Regions from separate parts of the Mus musculus genome. Here regions 2, 3, 4, 5, 6 and 7 are each linked to region 1. A link is a contact called in public promoter capture Hi-C data. All regions are on one chromosome and are shown on one strand. The core of a region is the stretch at or near the end of the contact, and the rest is flanking DNA. Distances in the headings are between cores, read along the strand shown.

Evidence for each region. Promoter capture Hi-C pulls out the DNA fragments that hold promoters and counts their contacts. Capture Hi-C pulls out chosen DNA fragments and counts their contacts.
Region 2: a promoter capture Hi-C map of pre-B cells shows a contact between it and region 1, with 5 times the contacts expected there. The contact joins the promoter of Mif here to the promoter of Bcr in region 1. A contact is called at or near these places in 1 of 39 promoter capture datasets (pre-B cells) and 2 of 115 datasets of contacts at active chromatin or transcription factors (bone marrow-derived macrophages and microglia).
Region 3: a promoter capture Hi-C map of liver shows a contact between it and region 1, with 3 times the contacts expected there. The contact joins the promoter of Zfp280b here to the promoter of Bcr in region 1. A contact is called at or near these places in 1 of 39 promoter capture datasets (pre-B cells), 1 of 484 Hi-C or Micro-C datasets (regulatory T cells), 1 of 115 datasets of contacts at active chromatin or transcription factors (thymic regulatory T cells) and 1 of 9 other capture datasets (liver).
Region 4: a contact with region 1 is called in a promoter capture Hi-C map of hippocampal neurons, with 3 times the contacts expected there. The contact joins the promoter of Gstt1 here to the promoter of Bcr in region 1. A contact is called at or near these places in 1 of 39 promoter capture datasets (hippocampal neurons), 1 of 115 datasets of contacts at active chromatin or transcription factors (pancreatic cancer cells) and 1 of 9 other capture datasets (liver).
Region 5: a promoter capture Hi-C map of pre-B cells shows a contact between it and region 1, with 2.3 times the contacts expected there. The contact joins the promoter of Susd2 here to the promoter of Bcr in region 1. A contact is called at or near these places in 3 of 39 promoter capture datasets (liver, pre-B cells and stem cell-derived epiblast-like cells).
Region 6: a promoter capture Hi-C map of liver shows a contact between it and region 1, with 3 times the contacts expected there. The contact joins the promoter of Ggt5 here to the promoter of Bcr in region 1. A contact is called at or near these places in 3 of 39 promoter capture datasets (the C10 cell line, neutrophils and pre-B cells) and 2 of 9 other capture datasets (adipose tissue and liver).
Region 7: a promoter capture Hi-C map of liver shows a contact between it and region 1, with 5 times the contacts expected there. The contact joins the promoter of Ddt here to the promoter of Bcr in region 1. A contact is called at or near these places in 1 of 39 promoter capture datasets (pre-B cells), 1 of 115 datasets of contacts at active chromatin or transcription factors (pancreatic cancer cells) and 1 of 9 other capture datasets (liver).

Annotation. Positions count from the first base shown.
Region 1 is chr10:75,059,636-75,062,433 of GRCm38.p6, reverse strand. It overlaps Bcr (BCR activator of RhoGEF and GTPase), which reads right to left and starts at 1,538. Exons shown (of 23, transcript NM_001081412.2): 1 at 124-1,538. The coding sequence starts at 1,408.
Region 2 is chr10:75,858,919-75,861,618 of GRCm38.p6, reverse strand. Mif (macrophage migration inhibitory factor (glycosylation-inhibiting factor)) reads left to right here and starts at 1,342. Exons shown (of 3, transcript NM_010798.3): 1 at 1,342-1,558; 2 at 1,760-1,932; 3 at 2,076-2,266. The coding sequence starts at 1,451. The coding sequence ends at 2,142. Gm40697 (a long non-coding RNA gene) reads right to left here and starts at 709. Exons shown (of 2, transcript XR_871836.3): 1 at 653-709; 2 at 1-246.
Region 3 is chr10:76,031,183-76,033,882 of GRCm38.p6, reverse strand. Zfp280b (zinc finger protein 280B) reads right to left here and starts at 1,271. Exons shown (of 2, transcript NM_177475.3): 1 at 1,134-1,271.
Region 4 is chr10:75,797,203-75,799,902 of GRCm38.p6, reverse strand. Gstt1 (glutathione S-transferase, theta 1) reads left to right here and starts at 1,319. Exons shown (of 5, transcript NM_008185.3): 1 at 1,319-1,518. The coding sequence starts at 1,407.
Region 5 is chr10:75,642,495-75,645,332 of GRCm38.p6, reverse strand. It overlaps Susd2 (sushi domain containing 2), which reads left to right and starts at 1,325. Exons shown (of 15, transcript NM_027890.5): 1 at 1,325-1,459; 2 at 2,663-2,838. The coding sequence starts at 1,390.
Region 6 is chr10:75,588,001-75,590,700 of GRCm38.p6, reverse strand. It overlaps Ggt5 (gamma-glutamyltransferase 5), which reads right to left and starts at 1,320. Exons shown (of 12, transcript NM_011820.5): 1 at 819-1,320. The coding sequence starts at 991.
Region 7 is chr10:75,772,124-75,774,823 of GRCm38.p6, reverse strand. Ddt (D-dopachrome tautomerase) reads left to right here and starts at 1,450. Exons shown (of 3, transcript NM_010027.1): 1 at 1,450-1,608; 2 at 1,911-2,086. The coding sequence starts at 1,501. It overlaps Gstt3 (glutathione S-transferase, theta 3), which reads left to right. Exons shown (of 5, transcript NM_133994.3): 5 at 1-702. The coding sequence ends at 11.

The DNA of each region.
Region 1 (2,798 bases), core at 289-2,788:
GGCGCAGGGCCAAAGAGGCACAAAAGCACTTGAAAATCACTCCAAAAAGTACCCATTTTCTCCCATGCCAATCTACTTCAAGAGTCCAGAACAGGTCCAAGTATGCCCACACAAGGCACTCACCTGCTTCCCCTTGAAAGGTGCTGTCCCCATCACTGGGCCAGATCTGCCCAGTCTTGCGGACACCCACGATGGTAGCCTCAGACACCACAACCTGGCACTGCCGGTGCCGCTTCTGGCACTGTGGCGTCGGGGGGCTGCTGCTGTCAAAGGACTGCTGCGAATTCTGCGAGGGTGAGCGGCTCTTGTCCCGGAACATGCGGTAGGTGGTGGGGCTTGGTGACACGCGGCTGGACTGGCCAGAGGAAAAGTCCTCCTCGCTGGAGGTGAGGTTCTCGTTGGAGCTGCAGTCCGGCGTGTAGCCACCTCCGCTGTCCTCGAAACTCCGAGGCGAGTAGGACCTGCGAGGCCAGGTTAGGCGTTTCTCCTGCTCTGAAGTGCTCTGGCTTCGCAGGAGAGGGCTCTTGCCCTCCCCTTCCACCATCATGCCTCCGACATAGATGCTCTGGTAGGGTTGGTACTCCAGGGGCGGCCAAGGGGGCCTGTTGCCGCCGTTGGCATTTATTAGGTTGTCCTTCAGGAAGCGGGGATTCAACTCTGCATCCTCATAGTCACCGTCAAGGCCGCAACTGCTTTCCGAGGAGCGCCCACGGTAATGGGGTCTGGGTGCTTCCCCCAGGCCCTGCCCGGCGCTCTGCTGGGACTTCTTGCGCTCCATTTGCATGGCCTGGCTGCCCAGGGAACTGATTCGGTCGGACACCTCTTTGTCGTTGACCTTCACCAGGCCGCGCTCGTGGTGGAACTCGACGTTCACGTAGAAGGGCTTCTCGGCGTCGGCAGAGCCGGGCTGGGCAGGTCCCTTGCGGATCTTCTCGAAGTTGGATCTGAGCGCCGCCACGCTGGTGGGGGGCCCTCGGTCGTCCCGGTCCGCCGATGCAGCAGCCGCTGGCCTGCGGGCGGACGCTGACCGCCCCTTACTCGGTGACCCCTCTCCGTCCGGCCGCGCCTCGGACTCCTCGACGGGCGCCGGGTCTGCGCCGTCGGCGGGCGCGGGCGGCGGGCGCGGGGCGGACGCTCGGGGCTCGGCGGCGCCGTCGGGGGGCTGCGCTGCACGGCGGAAGCCCCAGCGCTGCCGATCGTAGCTCTTCTTCTCCTTGGCCAGCAGCGTCTGCAGGTAGATCATGCGGAAGCGCTCCTGGTTCACCTCCTGCTCCAAGCGCCTAATGGAGGCCTTGCAGCGCTCCAGCTCCTGCTCGATGTCACCCACCGAGCGCAGCTCCATGCGCGGCGGCTCCGAGTCCGGGAACTGCGCCCTCCACGCCTCGGCGAAGCCCACCGAGTCCACCATGGCGCGGCCGGCTCACCTGCGCCGCCGAGCTGCGCGCCCGGAGTCCGGCTCAGCGGCGGCGCGGCGTTCTCACCGGGCCCGGGCTGGGGAGCCCGGTGGCTCCCATGGCCCCGCGGATGCGGCGGCGAACAATGCCCGCCCCCGGGGGCCGCAGGTGAGGTGGGAGGCTCGGCGGCGGCGGCTGGGGGTGGGGGGCGCGCGCGGGCGGGGGGAAGGGCGCGGGGTTGCGCACGCCGCTATTGTGTGCGGGGCTCCGCAGCGCGCGCGGCGGCGGCGGGAGCCGTCCTCCGCAGAGCAGGCCCACCGCCGGCCCACGGCCGCAGCCCCGCGGGCTCCTCGCCTCCGGTTCCCGCGCCGCCCCGCCCCGCTCCGCAGCTTTCCGGGCAGGCGCTCCGCTCGACACGGCCAGCTCTCGCCGCACTCCCGCCCCGGCCCGCACTCAGCGCTGCAGGAAGGGGAGGACCGGGGGGCGGTGGCCGCGGAGCGGCTGACGGGGCTGGGCGCGCCTCTTAAAGGGGCCGCGCCGCGGGAAGAGCGTTGGGTCCTTAAATCGGACCCGGGACGGCTGCTAACCGGTCTGATCCCCTTCTGTACACAGAGGCGCCCCAGACCGGGTGATTCGAAGCGATCCTTTCACCACGGAGACTCTCATGCCTGTTTCCTCTTTTCTGCATCCACCAACCTCGGTGCTGACCGCACCAATGAACACCCAGCAGGGCCCAAACTATTGAGAAATCAACCGGGGCAGGTCAACGGTGCAAGCCAACAGCCCGGGTGCTAGCCAGTGAACCTCTGGTGCTGGAGGTGGGTGATGAAGCTTCACAATGGCCACTCAGTTGTCACCGGACTCCTTACACTGAATGATAACTTAGGAATGTCTCCCCATCTGTTCGGTCAACGTATCTCCCTTCCTGAGTAATGACTTTTGACCTCTGGAGGCCAATGTAGTATTTTCGGGGTCTTTTTCTTTCTGTGAAAGGATCGCACACCTCCTTCTCAGCAACAGAGCTGGTGGAAGACAGGAAATCTTTAATGGCTCCCAACGAAGCTTAGGGATCTGAGGCACTTAGCAGAGATGCTCTCTGCAGGAACTCTCCAGAATACAAAATGAAACCCAGGCCAGCCTGCTGGGTGAGGTGAAAGGCAATAGGATTTGGCAGCTGAAGAACAGCTTCAATTTTGACCACTTCTCCCATCTCCGTGCCTCAGTTTCCCCGAGCTCTGAGATAAAACCAGAACACCTGCTTCCACAACTGTTATTTCCTTGGTTATAAACTGTTATCATGCTTTTCTAGAGAATTAGAGCCCAGCGCCAGCAGCCAGATCAGCAGGGCCTCCCTGACTTAGGCCGGGATTCTCTTTCCGGCCCTGGAACTCGCTTCCATCCAGC
Region 2 (2,700 bases), core at 93-2,592, 800 kb before region 1:
CCCCAAGCTCATCTTCAGGGTCCTGCCAGAGGAAGTTTACATTTAAATAGAGGGCAAGAGGTAGGTAGAACTAAGAGATTCTGCTCAAGATGTGATCCCCCAGCAGCACTGTCAAGCTTCAGTCTCTTCTGCAAGACTGACAAGCGTCCAGAGCTGCATAAAATCTCTGCCTTCCAGCCTTTCTCTTTCACCAGCAGGAGACTCCAGAGAAAATTCCATTTCCTTGGGAACCATTGTTTCAATAGTCTGTTAGCCAAAGGGAGGGGGCACAAGTGTCTCTTTAGAATATCTTCATTTCTGTCAGAAACCTAATAGAAACCTTGACATCACAGACAGAACTGGTAGTCCCCACACTACAATCTCTTGATCCACTGTAAAGTTTTTAACAAAAATTAAAAAGGGCTAGGGAAAACAAAGGAAGTCCCAAAATTCCCGTGACATTTCCTGGGCACCGGTCGGATGTCTCACTTGTTAATGAGAAAGCTATACAAAGTCTACCAAGGGCTCTAGATAAGGGTGACTCTGCTGGATCTAATTTGAGCAGGGCTTCCCTGAGGACTGGCAATTGGCCAGAGGAGCAGAACTAGTTAGTACCGCTGGCTCACAGCCTGCTGCCCACTCCTCCCCTGGGAATCTCTCCAAGCATCCTCACCTGTGTGGAGTAACAGGAATGTAGGGAAGTAACTAGATGGCGACTCCGTTCTGCCTCCTTCCCCATTTCACACTCACAAGCCTAGGCCTGGTGGACACGTGTCCCAGGAGGCTCAGGACACACAAAAAGTCGCAGTTGAAAGTGTGTGGGACGAAGGTGATACTGGGCCAGGCAGGGGATCGAGGGCTGACTGTTGGTACAACAGGAGAGCAAAAGCAAGCAAGTGATGGGGCTTGGCTAATTTCTTGAGCTTAGAGAAAAGTTCCCAAGGCAAGGAAGGATTGTTTTTTCTCCAAGTACAAGCCATCACGCTTTTGGCTCATTGTTTGAGGTTAAGTTGTATTCACTAAAGTAGGTCGATCCTAGCCCACTAGCATGAGAAATAAGGCCAACCTACAGGTTCCACCAATAACTTAAGTTCCCTCTTCTTGGAACAGAAATCTCTCAGACCTGAACTTCTTACTATACGGTTAATCTGTAGCATCTACCTGGAATGCCTCGACAAACCTAATCACTAGAGTCAAGTCCTCACTATCTAGCATCCTCCGTTTCCATCTTAGGAAACAAAGAGCCCATGTAATACTTCCTACAGCACCAGAAGCACAGCAAGACCTCTGCAGAAGCAGCGCGCTGAAGGGCAGTCACCGCCCCTTTGGGACGTAGTCTGACGTCAGCGGAGGCGGAGCGGCAGCCGGCTTGGGGCGGTACTGAGCTGGGTCACGTAGCTCAGGTCCCTGGCTTGGGTCACACCGCGCTTTGTACCGTCCTCCGGTCCACGCTCGCAGTCTCTCCGCCACCATGCCTATGTTCATCGTGAACACCAATGTTCCCCGCGCCTCCGTGCCAGAGGGGTTTCTGTCGGAGCTCACCCAGCAGCTGGCGCAGGCCACCGGCAAGCCCGCACAGGTTTGCAGGGAGGACACAGGAAGAGAGTAGGGTGGGGTGGGCCGGCCCGACGTGTGAGGAGGGATGGGGCTGGAAGCCAAGGTGTGCCGGCGGGTGGCGGCTGGAGCTCTCCGGAAGACCTGTGGCCCTGTAGGCAGTCTTTCAGGCGGTCTAACAGTGTGTCTGTATCCCTCCCGCCTCGCCGCCCCTCCCCCCACCCAGTACATCGCAGTGCACGTGGTCCCGGACCAGCTCATGACTTTTAGCGGCACGAACGATCCCTGCGCCCTCTGCAGCCTGCACAGCATCGGCAAGATCGGTGGTGCCCAGAACCGCAACTACAGTAAGCTGCTGTGTGGCCTGCTGTCCGATCGCCTGCACATCAGCCCGGACCGGTGCGTGGGGGACGAGGGGAGGAGGGGGAGGAGGGGCACTGGGAGGTCAGCAGGCAAAGAGGGGGGGGCGTTCAGAGGACACTGGCACGCAGCGCGCTCTCCTAGACCACGTGCTTAGCTGAGCCAGGCTTTCATTTTCTCAGGGTCTACATCAACTATTACGACATGAACGCTGCCAACGTGGGCTGGAACGGTTCCACCTTCGCTTGAGTCCTGGCCCCACTTACCTGCACCGCTGTTCTTTGAGCCTCGCTCCACGTAGTGTTCTGTGTTTATCCACCGGTAGCGATGCCCACCTTCCAGCCGGGAGAAATAAATGGTTTATAAGAGACCACGGTTGCCTCAGCTTCTGCTTCCTTGGCTTGCGGAGGAATTGGGTGCAGGGTGGGGACCTTGAATGGAAGCCCAGGCTCTGAACGTGGGATTGGGGTGTGATGGCAGGGTCGAAGCTGGCCAGTTTGGTCCTCTCTAAACTAGTCCAGTGGTTCAGATGTCCTTTCTTGTGGCCTCTCCTATGCAGCCTTATGTATAAAAGAGGCCGACTTATTCACCTGGTCAGGAGTGTTAATTAGGTCCTTACCACAGTGGCAAATGGAGCCGGTAATATGTGTCATGGAAGGGGAGGTGCTTGGATACAGGGGAGAAATTAATAGTGTGCTCCAGCTGGGCCTGCACCTTCCTCGGCCCCATTTTCCTTCCCAAGAATCACTGTGCTCTAAGCCATGTGGTGGCCACTTCCTTGATCTGGACAATTAACTTGGTGGGAGA
Region 3 (2,700 bases), core at 22-2,521, 970 kb before region 1:
ACTAATTTTTGTTCCTTTGTCTGTTTTCAAGACAGGGTAGCTTTGGCTGTCCTGTTACTACCGCTGTAGACCAGGTTGCCCTCAAACTCATAGAGATTCGCCTGCCTCTGCCTTCTGCTATCACCCATGGTAATGATTTTTTTTTTTTTTTTTATCAAATCACAGCAGCAAACAGAAGTCAGAAAATGAGGTAGACCTTTTCTCTTACCGCAGATATACGCTGTAACTTTTAATAGCTTCAGAGAGTCCAAGAGCTGCAAGTCACATACTTGGGGTAAATCAGACAGACAGAGAACCTCTTAAGATTTAGTTACATTTTACGTGTTAAAAGATTTTACTCCATTTCACTACCTACCAGTTATTTCATGCTTATTTTCCGTTTTGTTAGCTCTGATACGAAAGAAACAGCCGTCTGTCTCCTCTTAACCAAGTACTGGGTGCGAGGTCATCACAACCGGTTTGTGTAGTACTAGGCAAGCAAGCACTCCACCAACTAAGCTACTCCCTCAACCCTGTCGTCTGTGTGGTTATTATAAGCACCTTATACGCTACCTTCCAACACCATAGCCCAGTAAACAAAACAACACAACCCACCGAGCACTGCTCAAAGCAAAACTAGCTAGCTAGGAGCCCCGAGAGCTGCACTGGGGCTCAAAGGGGGCACAAAGCCAACAAAATAAACAAGATATTGCTGTATGGGAAGGGGAGGGGCGCAGAAAAATGGCTTTTTAAAGCCTCCAAGGGCCTGCAGATCTCCAAACTGGGAGTGGGACTTAATCTACAAACCCGGATTTCGTCTGTACCTACTTTTTTGAATGGGTCTCAACGAAGTGGTCCTCCCTCCTCCTTCCCTAGTGGCAGAGCTTCGAGGCAGGCGTCGGAGAGCCCAGTAGCGAGGTCTGCAGCCTCCAGGACTTTAGGTGAGGGGCCCTCGGCGATGGGAATGGCATTTAAGGGGTGCAGGCCCAGCCCCAGGACTGGGGGGTTCGTGGGAGAGGGAGGCTGCCAGGAAGGGGTCTCTGGGCTCCCGGCCTAGCCACGCTCGCTTCCCCGGGACTCGCAGAAGGCCCTCACCCGGCGTCCCCTCCCGGTCGCTCCCGCAGAGGTCACCAGCACCACGCCCCTGTCCTTACCTCCCGGCAGGCGTACCTGAGCCTCCCCCGGACGCCCCGGCCCGCGAGGCGCTGCGCGGGAAGCCCCGCACCACGACCTCCAGGGCCCCGCCGCTCCAACACCAAAGCCCCGGCCGGCGCGCACTAGCCCACGGCGACCTGTGATTGGCTGCCAAGGGTGGACGCGAGGTCAGCCGCGCGGCGTAGCGCCGATCTGATTGGTTCCTCAAGGCCCCTGGGCGCGTTCTCTCACTCGGGCGCCCCTAGTGACTGCCGCGGGCGGAGGGACTGAGCTGGGACGATCAGGCAGTGGTGATGCCCACCCCTGAAATCTTGGACCTGCGAGATTTGGGAACCCAAAGCCAGGCCTTTCGTCCATTCCAGCATTCCCTCGGGGGTGGGGATAGGGTGGGGTGGGAGCGGGGGCTGAGGCAGGAGGATTGCTAGTTAAACGTGGCTGCTTAGGGAGAGGAGGTAGGAGTGGGGGTGGGAAGGGTGGGAGGGGCATAGATAAGAGAGAAAGAAGGAAAAAAAAAATGGAGCTTCAGCTAGCCTGGGCCCAGGGCCAGAGATGGTTCCCAGTCCTTTAGGAAACTGTTTGCCCACCTGTATTACAGCTATGACAGCTCCTCTCAAGTGTGTAGCTTTTGCATAAGCACACAAGCTTGCCCCTTGCACTTAGAAAACGACCTAGCTACTGAATTTGAAACAACCTTAAAGCTGCCTCTGGGACAAATCCAAATCAGCCGGCTGTTTTTATCAGGAAGGAAACTCAGAACAGATGTCCCAGGTTCGGTTTGTTTGTTTTGTGTTTGTTGTTTGAAAAACATCAGAAAGCGGGGCAGCTGTGGTGGTGCACCCACTTGGGAGGCAGAGGCAGGCGGATTTCTGAGTTCAAGGTCAGCCTGGTCTACAGAGTGAGTTCCAGGGCAGCCAGGGATATACTGTAAGACCCTGTCTCAAAGAAACCTAAAAATAAAAAAAAAAATTAAAAAATAAAAACCATCAAAAGATGAATGCCTTTTTGGAGCATGCGCAAATTACATGAAATTCGAATTTCAGTTTTCAGTTTTGAAACACAACATGCTCATTCTTTTTTTTTCTTTTTCTTTTCTTTTCTTTTCTTTTCTTTTTTTTTCTTTTTTTTTTTTTTTTTTTTTTTTTTTGGGTCTTTCGAGACAGGGTTTCTCTCTGTATAGCGCTGGCTGTCCTGGAACTCAGAAATCCGCTTGCCTCTGCCTCCCAAGTGCTGGGATTAAAGGCATGCACCACCACGCCCGGCTCATTCTTTTCCTTCTTGCCTGTGCTTGTTTTTTGTTTGTTTGTTTGTTTGTTTTTGTTTTTTGGGGTTTTTTTTGTTTGTTTTTTTGGTTTTTTTTGGTTTTTTTTTTTTGGTTTTTCGAGACAGGGTTTCTCTGTATAGCTCTGGCTGTCCTGGAACTCACTTTGTCGACCAGGCTGGCCTCCAACTCAGAAATCTGCCTGCCTCTGCCTCCCGAGTGCTGGAATTAAAGGTGTGCGCTACCACGCCCGGCTCTGTGCTTGTTTTCTTACTACACCAGAAAATTGTATTAATTACCAGAGACTG
Region 4 (2,700 bases), core at 70-2,569, 740 kb before region 1:
GGCTGAGGAAACGGATTTATCAAGCTGTGATTATGACAAAAGAACTTCCAGGAGTCAGCAACCTCCAGACAACTCTGTTGTTTCAGGGGTAGGGTACATAAGGGATCTTATGAGTATAGGTAGAGAGGGCTAATTGGTCAGAGCACAGCACCTAATTATCATATGGGCAGGAAGCAGAGCGGGACTTGTGTGCTGAGTCACATAGCCCTCGCAGAGAGCTCTGCACAGGGTCATCCTCCAAACAAGGTAGGGCATCTGTGCTCAGATACTCCCAACCAAGGCCATAGAAAGAAAGGGAAACCCCACTGAGAAACGGAGTCCTCCATTTTGCACCAAGCTTGGAGAGCTATCCGGGGACATGGAGGACCTTAATAACAGGCTTCTCCAACAGGAATCGTGGCAGACTCCATGAAGAGGCATATGATATCTGGAAAAATCGGCACTCAGTCTTGGGGCCCTCAGTTTCAATATTAAGCTCAGGGACAAAGTTGTCAGAATCATAAGGACAATTTTTTATTTATTATTTATTTATTTTTTGTTTTTTCGAGACAGGGTTTCTCTGTGTAGCCCTGGCTGTTCTGGAGCTCACTTTGTAGACCAGGCTGGCCTCGAACTCAGAAATCTGCTTGCCTCTGCCTCCCAAGTGCTGGGATTAAAGGCGTGGGCCACCACTTCCGGCTGGACTCAACCTTTCATGAAAGGGATCTACACGTTTCTTTCACTATGTGTATAAACAGCAAGGAACTTCCCACCTTACAACCTTATAACCTTCATCAGATATGGAAACTGCGGGAACCTTGGCCTGGGACTAATGGTACATTTCTGTTCAAAAATTACATCTAAGGTACTTCTCTATCACAGTCCAAAGGGAGCTAAAATGTCAGAGGATGGAGAAGCTAATGCTCTCAGGTACAGGAAGGCCAACCTTGTCAAATGACAGAGCTGAGATGCGAGTGACATCAAAGGCCCACAGCATCCTTTGCTTCTTGCTGGTGGTGCTGGTCCATATCTTTGGCTTGTAGGTCCCGGAGGAATACCTTAGTTTTCCCATCTGGGAAGTGGGGACGATTGGGAATTCTAACAACACACTAGATAGGGTGGGTATACCTTTGAAGACATTCTGCTTTCAACTAAACCGGCCACAAGAGGACTAGCAGCCAGGCCCTCTAACACCTCCTCTGCCCACTCAGAGGAGACCAGTTGTGTCCTCTGGCTCATTCCGTGCTAGATTCCAGTTGCAGGGCTCTTGGAACACAAGCTAGCTCCCCCTTTAGAAAGAAGGGCCAGGCTGCGGTATCCGCCCAGTGGGGGCGTGGCCACACTTGGCTTGATAGGGATCCCTACTAGCCAGCCTGGACTTTTTGATAGTCTGGCCAGTTACAGAAGTGGTTCCCGCCGCCTATGCCATGGTTCTGGAGCTGTACCTGGATCTGCTGTCGCAGCCCTGTCGCGCCATTTATATCTTCGCCAAGAAGAACAATATCCCGTTCCAGATGCACACGGTGGAGCTGCGCAAGGGTGGGCAGGGCTACGGCTTTGGGGATCTGAGAAACAGGGGAGGCAAGACGGACTTAGGGGATCTCTCTCTGTACTCTCCCCTTCCCAGGCTTTTTCTGGTTTAGAGACCACAATAGAAAGACACCAGAGAGAACCAGGGTTCAGGACTCCCGCCAACTCTGCTGTTTGTGGAATAGACGCCGGCCAGGACCTGCTGAAACTGAATAGTGTGCAGACCTAGCAACAGAAACGGGCAAGCAGTTTGGACCTAGCTACAGGGACCTCCAGAAGAGTAGTGGGTGTAGGGCATAGCTAGGAGAACAAATGTGGAGATCTGGGCAGTCACTCCTCGGATCGTTTCCCCCAGTGCTGAGATGGGCAGTACTACACAGAGCCATCCCTGCAAGTACCTTGCCTTTGCAACAGGCTCTCTCCGCCAACCTGGTCTATTGGAATTCCTTTTTGTCGTTCCTTTTCTTGACTTTCTGTTTTCCCTTTCTCTCTGCCTCTCTTTGTGCTGCGAAGAGAGAGAGGCTGCTGCATGGGGGTATGCCAGGAACTTGGAGCCTCCTCCCTGCTGGCCGCTGAGAGAGCCCTGCGCTCTGGCAAGACAGGGTTGTAGCAAAATGAAAGTGTTGCATAATGGGCTGTGGCCGTCTCCATACTGTCTCACTGCTTGTCCCGCTCTGTCTGAAACCTCACGTCTCTCTTCACTGTCACCTCTAGGTACAGTGTACTTAACCCCCCACAGGTTCTGCCCTTGCAGAGTATGGTGTAGGCCGGTGGGGGAGGGGGTGGCCCGGTGGGGGTGGGGTGAGGACGGGGGGGGGGGGGAACTGATAAAAAGATGTTCAAGTAGGCTGTTAAAAATAAGCCTGTCGAGGGAGACAGGTTCCACTAGGAAACGAAGGGAGAGTGAGAATCCCCCACTTGATCCGGGGCAATGGGAGCCACTGAGGACTGTGGGGCTGAGCGCAAGGAGGCAAACTTAGAAACTTACCTGGAGTGCATCAACAGGAAGAAAACCAATCCAGACCAGAAAGGGCTGCTAGCGGGCAAGTCCCACAAGGACCTGTCAAGCGTATGATACCTATTTTGTATCAAGGGCAAGGGGCCACCCCCTCTTCTCTCACAGGAGCCCTGCCTGCGCACCCCATTTAGGGAATAGCCCAGTCCCAAGAAGAACCATGAATTTAGTGTTCA
Region 5 (2,838 bases), core at 76-2,575, 580 kb before region 1:
ATAGACTGAGCCCTCAATGGAGAAGAATCTGTTGACTAGACCTAATAATCCAAGGCCATGGATTGGAAGCATGGCAACCCAGGATGGGTCCTTACCAGGCCAGCCATCTGGACAGCCAAGACGCTGGGGACAGCAGTCACTTAGCCATACCCCTCTGCTTACCCATGCCTCTCAGGGTAGGGAGTTACCGCAATCCTGGGCCTGGGTTGTTAGCATCGACTGCTACCACCACAGGACCTCAGTGTGCACACAAAAGCACCCATATAGAGCCCCTTGTGGCTTAGTAGATTTTCTTTCCCCTGGAAGGTGGTGACTTCTCAACCAAATCCACCTATGGGGTTGCAGGTATAATAGGGGCAGGGTTACCTTAGGGGTAGTTGGTTCCCACTCCTATACCTCGGGTCTCCTCAGATACTCGTGGGAGACACTGTCACCTCCAGCCCCGACTAGTTCTGGGTAGTCATTCTAAGTGAGAGGGGACTAGGCCCATAGAACAATAGGCTGGCTGAGACCCAGGACCAGAGGAGAATCACAGATCAGATGGCTTTGGTTCACAAGCCAGCCACCTGAGCACCTCCTCCCCTGTGAGGCTAGCCAGTGTGTCTGCATTGAAACACTACAGATCCCCTGTCCTGATGTCTAGCCCAGGTGACAATCCCTGAGTGAGAGAGAGTCCCAGCTTTGGGGTCCTTCATGAGTCACCCTAGTATCAAGGTCTCCCAGAAGCCAGTAGCTGGTCTCCACCAGGCTCCTTCCTTCTAACCCTCAACAGGATCTGTTAGCTCCCCAACTGACAACACTGGAGCTAGGCTGGCCTCAGCCCTGGGCTCCTCCGTCTCGGTAGTGACTCTAAAGCTGGCTGGCTATTCATCAGAAATGACCCAGTCTCAAGTCCATGCTATGTGCTTAAAATCCAAACAGATTAATTCTTTCTCCACCTCCGCCTGTCAGGCTGAGTGTGTGTTAGCAACACCTCCCTAGGGGAAGCAGAGGTCTAGGTCTGCCCTAAGGGGCCAGGACTTCTCCCACCCAACCAACAGAAACCTCACACACAAGACTGGACTGTGACCCCAGGGTCTGAGCTGTCTCGCCATTCCGCTTCAGGTGCCAAAGGTCTTAGCATCTGGACGCTCCAGCCCCTCATTCTCACACAGGGTCCCAAGGCTGTGATGATGCTACAAGAATGTGCTAACTAGGCACTTCGGGCTCTGCCTGTCTATCGGCACCTGTGGACTTTGAGAGGGGGCGGGGAGGGCAGGGGAGGGGAGGAGTGATGCCGCAGAACGCTGGGCGGGGTCAGGAGGCGGGGCCTGGCCAGCCAGGCAAGAGCCTGCCCTGCAAATCTCTGAGCCACTGTGCTGCCTGCTGGTTGCAGACACAGGGCACACCATGAAGCTGGCCCTCCTGCCTTGGATTTTGATGCTGCTCTCAACAATACCAGGCCCCGGGTTCACAGCAGGTATGCCCCCACTTTGTCCTTCTGACCTCCCTGTTCATCTGCCTGATCAGCCAGGCCCTAAGCAGACACCCCTCTGGGCTCAGCTGTCTATCCATCTGGCAGTCCATCTGTGACTACACTGGGGAGTACTGGGAAGAAACTGGGGGGGTGGGGGGGGCTCCTGGATCTAGACACTTCTGGTGGAGATGGGAGGTCTGAACCAAGCTCATTCTGCACTCACATAAGGGCCTGGGAGGGAATCCCGGAAGACCAGAGCCTGCAGCCCAGCCTCTGTGAAGGGTGCAATCACACAGGGAACCCCCTGCCTCTCATCTGTCCCTGTGCTGGTCCTTCTCGGCGCAACCAAGAAAGTCTAGCAGGAAGGATGAGCCTAGAGCCATGGCCTTTCCCTGAGCTGAGCTGGGAGTTAACCAGCCTGCAGTCTCCTGCTTCACACAAGTGCCACCACCCTTCTGGTACTTTATCTCATGGCATCTTGAAGCATCTTCCCACACCCCTTGCAGTCGTTAAACCTTAGCCGATAAATATTTATTGCTGCTCCGGAGTATAAGCTTAGTGAGGTGGTCTAATGGCTTAGACCGCAGCCCGGCTCCTGGTGGATCTCCATCAAGGGTCTGGGGAAGGTGTGGTCTGGCCTGGGAATTTGTACCTCACCCCAGTCTCCACTTTTCAGCTCTGGGGCTGAAGTACAGCCCTACCACAGGTCTCCACAGCCCACAGAGGAAGTGGGCTGAACAGCTAGGCCTAGACAGGATGTTCCACAGTTTCTATGGGGTATTCCCAACTACACTGTGCTGCAACCCTCACTGGAATGTCCCCTCCTATCCCCTAAAAAGGGAGTGTCCTGGCTGCCTTCTCAGAGGGTGGGGCTCTCTGAGATTCAACTGTGTCCCACCCCCAGAAAGAGATGGGACAAGCTCAACCCAGATACCATTCCCTCCCCGGCCTTCAGTAGGACTCTTGGTGACTATGTACCCTATCAGAAAGCACGGGGACCCTTTTTTAGCTGTGAGGACCCACAAAGCCACTCCATTACCTGTGCTAAAATGGAGCCCCGCCCACAGAGCCGGTGGCTTTCCACCATGCCACTTGGTAGCCATAGCAATCCCTGGTCTGTCTCATGGACGCTTCTCACAGGCTCCAGGGGAAACGGGCCCTGTTGGTCAGGCAGCTGACCCTGGGACACGGGGCTTTCTTCTCCAGGTGCCCAGGGAAGCTGTTCCCTGCGCTGCGGGGCACAGGATGGACTCTGTTCCTGTCACCCAACCTGCTCGGGCCTTGGCACCTGTTGTGAAGATTTTCTGGACTACTGCCTAGAGATTTTACCCTCCTCAGGGTCCATGATGGGTGGCAAAGACTTCGTGGTGCAACATTTAAAG
Region 6 (2,700 bases), core at 71-2,570, 530 kb before region 1:
GCCTCAGGGTAATCCTGTGGCAGCATGGTGGGTAGCATAGGCTTCCCATGGGCTGGGTTTCCTGGAAGGTCAGGAAACAACCACTGTAGCTTCTCTCTGCCTCTCTCTCTGCCTCTCTCTCTGTCTGTCTCTCTGCCTCTCTCTCTGCCTCTCTCTCTGCCTCTCTCTCTGTCTGTCTCTCTGTCTATCTCTCTGTCTGTCTCTCTCTCCCCACTCTTCCTCTCTCTGTCTCTCTGTCTCTGTCTCTCTGTCTCTGCCTCTCTTTCTCTCTGTGTCTGTGTCTGTCTCTGTCTGTCTCTCTCCCTCCTTCCCAGCCTCCACATCAGTCACTCCACTCACCAAGGCCAGACCCTGCCACAGAGAGGGAGGTCCTGACAGCTGTAACGTGCTTTCTTATACTGGCCCTGGGACCTCCCTCTCTCTGTGGCAGGGCAGACCAATGTATGGAACCCTGAAGCCCGTTGCCCAGGTTTCTGAAAAAGGTCCAGTCTTGGTCAGAACCAGCAGGCACAAAGTCACAGGTCTCATCCAGTCTGCCTTTCCAACCAGCACTGTATAGCCGATCTTCAATAATAGACTCACACCATCTTTGCAATGCTGTCCAGAGTCCCCATCTTCCCTATGGACACACATACACCATTCTGTGCAAGGGCCCTGGGACTGTTGTAGGAAGCCAAACCACACATGGCCTTTACCCCACCGCAAGCACAGCCGGCACTCGCGTGTCCCTCTTCACACCCCCACCACAGTTACACAGTCTCCAGGCACAACCCGCTAGCTGCCAAGGGCCACTGAGCTCACACCCACTTTTTACTCACCGTCCAATATCCGAGCAGATCTTGGAGTCAGCCGCTACCGCAGCACGCGTGAAGGCACCGGGACCACAAGAGGCTTGACGAGGAGAAAGGACCGCAGCCAACACAACGATAACCAGACCTAGACCTACACCCAGCAGGACCAGGCAGACCGTGGCCCTGTGACCCCAAGCCATGGCTCAGTGGCCCAGGGACAGAGAGGGAGGCAACTGGACACACAGGGCAGTGGACAGACAGAGACAGACAAACTGACTGACAAACTGAAGGGAAAAGAAGCTACACAGGGTGATCTCAGGCTATTGGACAGAGGGGAAAGATCGATGGGTCAAGACAGACAGCCACACAGGCCAGACAACTGGACAGAAAGGATGACGGACAGCCTTACAGATAGGTGGCCAGGCAGGTTACAGAGGAGAAACAGGAAGCCAGCCAGCCTGGGTTTATGGATAGACAGACGGCAGGCTGTGGCCAGGCTGCTGCTACACTCTCCTCCAGAGGCAGAACTAGCCACAGGTCTGAACTTGCAGTTTTCAGCTCCCGAGGCTCAACCCTGGAGGCAAGCCAGGCATCTACAGGGAGTTTTTTTTTTCTTGAGAAGAGCCAGCTGCCGCTGTTAACTCTTCCATCGCCAGTTGATCCCATGGCCTGCCCTGCTGCCCCAACACCACCCAAAGACTCCTCAGTCCCAGTGCCATTGGAAATGTGATGCTTGATGCACCCAGGGGAACTGGGACATGGAACTCAGGGAACCTCTCTCACTGTTTTCCTGCCTCCCAACAGCTCAGGGTCAGGGTGTCTCCTGCAGGGTGAAACTCCATTCCCCAGCTTCCACTCCCAACTGGTTCCACCCAGGCAGCCTCTCAATGCAATCACCCAGCTGGTACAGAGATGGGGCTGAAGGTAGACCAAGGTAGCCACTCAGGACCGTGCTGTTTTAATTTTTAAAATTTTTATAGAAATGAATCTTTTAAAATATTTTAAAGATTTATTTATTTATTTATTTATTTATTTATTTATTATATGTAAGTACACTGTAGCTGTCTTCAGACACACCAGAAGAGGGCATCAGATCTCATTACAGATGGTTGTGAGCCACCATGTGGTTGCTGGGATTTAGAGTCAGGACCTCAGGAAGAGCAGTCAGTGCTTTTAACTGCTGAGCCAGCTCTCCAGCCTCGTCGGGACCGTTTTATTACAGCCTGGCACAGCCTCATCCAAACATCTGAGCATGGGGTGGGAAGGGAGTGGGCAGGCAGGCCAGATGTCCAGTGCCCTGACACCCAGTGCTGCTGACACACAGTGCTGGGACATAGTGACCCATAAACTCAACCTTAGACCTCTAAAGGACGAGGCTGCCCTGCTCAAGTGCCCTCCCTTTTTCTGCAGCTCAGAGGCCCACTTGCTGAGTCCAGAAGAACTCAGGGCTATTTCTGTGCTGGTGAGCCTCCTCCTCTGGGAGCCTGGCTTGGGTCCTATCTTTCCATGATCTCAGGATGTTCCAGTGGGAGGCAGCTGGAGCAGTGAGGACCCACCAATGTGCTCTCGTGATCAGAATTAATACATGTGCAGGGCAGAAGAGCTCTTGGTTTCAGGCCTTCCCATCATTCCTCACTCTCTTTCCACTGAGCATGCCCCCCGCCCCCATCTTCGTACCCCCCGGCTTGGCAATGCCAAAAAAAAAAAAAAAAAAAAAAAAAAGAGGCCCAGAGAGGGAATGCCCGCACTGGCCACCCATCCTGTTAAGTGTCACACCCAGAGTCCCTGCTAAGCCTGGACAAGGGAGGCTGTTTCCTGTAAGCCTGTTCCCACATCTTCCTAGAGGAAGAGGGGAGTGTCTGTGGGAGTCTTCCCCATCCCAGTTGTCCCCAACACTACAATGTCATGT
Region 7 (2,700 bases), core at 201-2,700, 710 kb before region 1:
TGTTACACTGAGGGAATAGCTCGAACTGGGAGACAGACGGTCAAGGGAAACTCGGGGCCGTGCAAGCGAAGAGATGAGGCTGTCTGGCTCTTTGGCTGTCACTAGGACATAGGGTCTCTGGTCCGCAATTTCCTCTCTGCATCACCTGTGTTCCCTCTGTGTCCCCACCTGGCTTGTGCTGTAACATCAGTTCTTATCTGACTTCTGGAGAGAGCTCCAGGAAAATACTTGGGAGAAACGTATCTGGCCATATTCCTTTTCTTTGAAACTTTACAAACCATTGAACCTTCCCCCATCCTCCAAGCCATATTTGTATATACATGTATATACACATATACATATAATTGATATCTGGTACCACGTGACCCTCTGTGCTCCTCAACCCTGGTGCCTCCCTTCCTCAGTTTTGGCATGCAGGATCTATGATCTCTCAGTTGAATACATGCAAGAGACGGGGATTGACTAGTGAAAGACCTTTGTCCTCTGCGTCTTTGCTTCCTGCCATAGGTGGGGTGCAGGGCTGGTTCCTTTGTGGGAGTGGAAGTTGCTTGGTATGTCCTGACTTTCCAAATTCTTGTCCCAAGCATTCTAACCCTGACTGCTGCCTTCTACCTGTCTCCGGCTCCAAACTGTCAAGCTACTTAATCTTGTGCCATAAGACGTCTTTTATGTGCCTTACCTAATAAATACATTGTTAACAGAAGAGTAATGGTTTTGCTTCTGGATCCTTTAGTATGCACACTTTCCTATGTGTAATTGGACAGATTGCTTTTTTCGGTTTGTGTGTGTGTGACAGTTTCTCTGTGTAGCTCTGGCTGTCCTGGAACTCAGTCTGTAGACCAGGCTGGCCTAGAACTCAAGAGATCTGCCTACCTCTGCCTCCAGAGTTCTGGTTTTAAAGGCTTGCACCACAACCACCCGGCCAGATTGGTTTGTTTTAAGTAGTTCTACCACTCTCTAATGGACAATGATTTATCCCTGACAGAAGAGTTTACAAACTCAGGTATCTTAGGGACCAGAGAGAGATGCCCTTGTCCTAGGGTCTTGCCTAAGCACACCTCACGTGCTATTTGGTCTCAAGATTGTTCAAAAGAAGTGCGGTTCCCGTACTGAGTTTGAAATGATCACAATCATTTAAGAAACTTTAAGCCTTTAAGTCTCCTATAGAAATGTATGCCTTGTGGGCAACTAGCTGGGACGCTCAGAGGGAAAAACAGAGCCACCTGCCGACTGGGAGGGCCAAAGGTAGTGAACCTGGGACCAGTAATTTGGAGCCGGCACACGTGACAGCGGAAGAGGCGTATCTCTGATAGCCAATCTAGAAGGGCCGAGTCTGCCTGGCCAATGAGAAACAGAGCTGTGCTCTCCCTCCCCGGCCCCGCCTCCCTGGCCCCGCCTCCTCCCCGCCCCTCCCCGCGCTCCTTTTCTGGAACCTCTACTGGCTCCCACAGCTCACCCGGTGCAGTTACCGTTTGGCGATCCCACTCTTCTCCCGCTAACATGCCATTCGTTGAGTTGGAAACAAACTTGCCGGCTAGCCGCATACCCGCGGGGCTGGAGAACCGGCTGTGTGCGGCCACAGCCACCATCCTGGACAAACCCGAAGACGTGAGTGAGGGTCGGCGAGAACTTGTGGGCTAGGGTCGGACCTCCCAATGACCCGTTCCCATCCCCAGGGACCCCACTCCCCTGGTAACCTCTGACCTTCCGTGTCCTATCCTCCCTTCCTAGATCCCTTCCTGGTTGTCTTTCCCAGGCGTGACCCTGACGTGACTGACTCCCAAGGATCCTGGGCAGTGTCCCAGACCCGGAGCCCTCGGACCCCCACGTTAAGAATTTGGCGCGCCCCCTTCTGAACACCAGCCATGCCCTGCCCAAGCTTCAGGATTTAACTTTTGTGTTCCTTGCAGCGCGTGAGCGTTACGATACGACCTGGCATGACCCTGTTGATGAACAAATCCACAGAGCCTTGTGCTCACCTTCTGGTCTCTTCCATCGGGGTTGTGGGCACCGCGGAGCAGAACCGCACTCACAGCGCCAGCTTCTTCAAGTTCCTCACCGAGGAGCTGTCCCTGGACCAGGACCGGTATGCAGGGCCAGTGAGGGAACGTATTTGTGCGTCTGGAGTCAGGACTCAGTCTCTCTGTATGAGGTTGGGGGGGGGGGGGGTGTCACTATTTGCTGGTTCCAGAAAGCACTCAGTGTCCTTGTCCACGAAGGTGGACTCCTCAGGCACTGGAATGGTGGGTCTGTGATCAGAATGTTAGCAAGATTTCAATTCCTTCGACTCTCTACAGCCCCGAGAAAGGATGGTTTGGGAAGCCCCAGTGTAGTCTTGTGTGTACTGAGAATCTACTTAGGCACCCTCTTAACCACTGTGATAGTGGCCTCCTCACCGTCACTGAACCAGGGGGTCTGGTTTTTTAAGGGAGAACTTTTCCAGGCTGGTCCGAGGGAATCTGGTTGTGTCCTGAGGCAGATAACCTTTGAACTAGATAAGGCTCCGGGAGAGTTGCTGGATGATAAAAAGACCTCCCCCACAAGGTGACCCTCCCCTCCCCCCTCCCCATCCTTACATTCTGAGGCAGAGTTAGAGTCTCATATTCCTGAGGCTGGAGCGGGCCTGTGAAGAACTACGGAGATAAGTTTGAAAGAGCCTTCCAAAATGGAGTCCTAGTGGGCTCAGGAAAGTTGGTAATG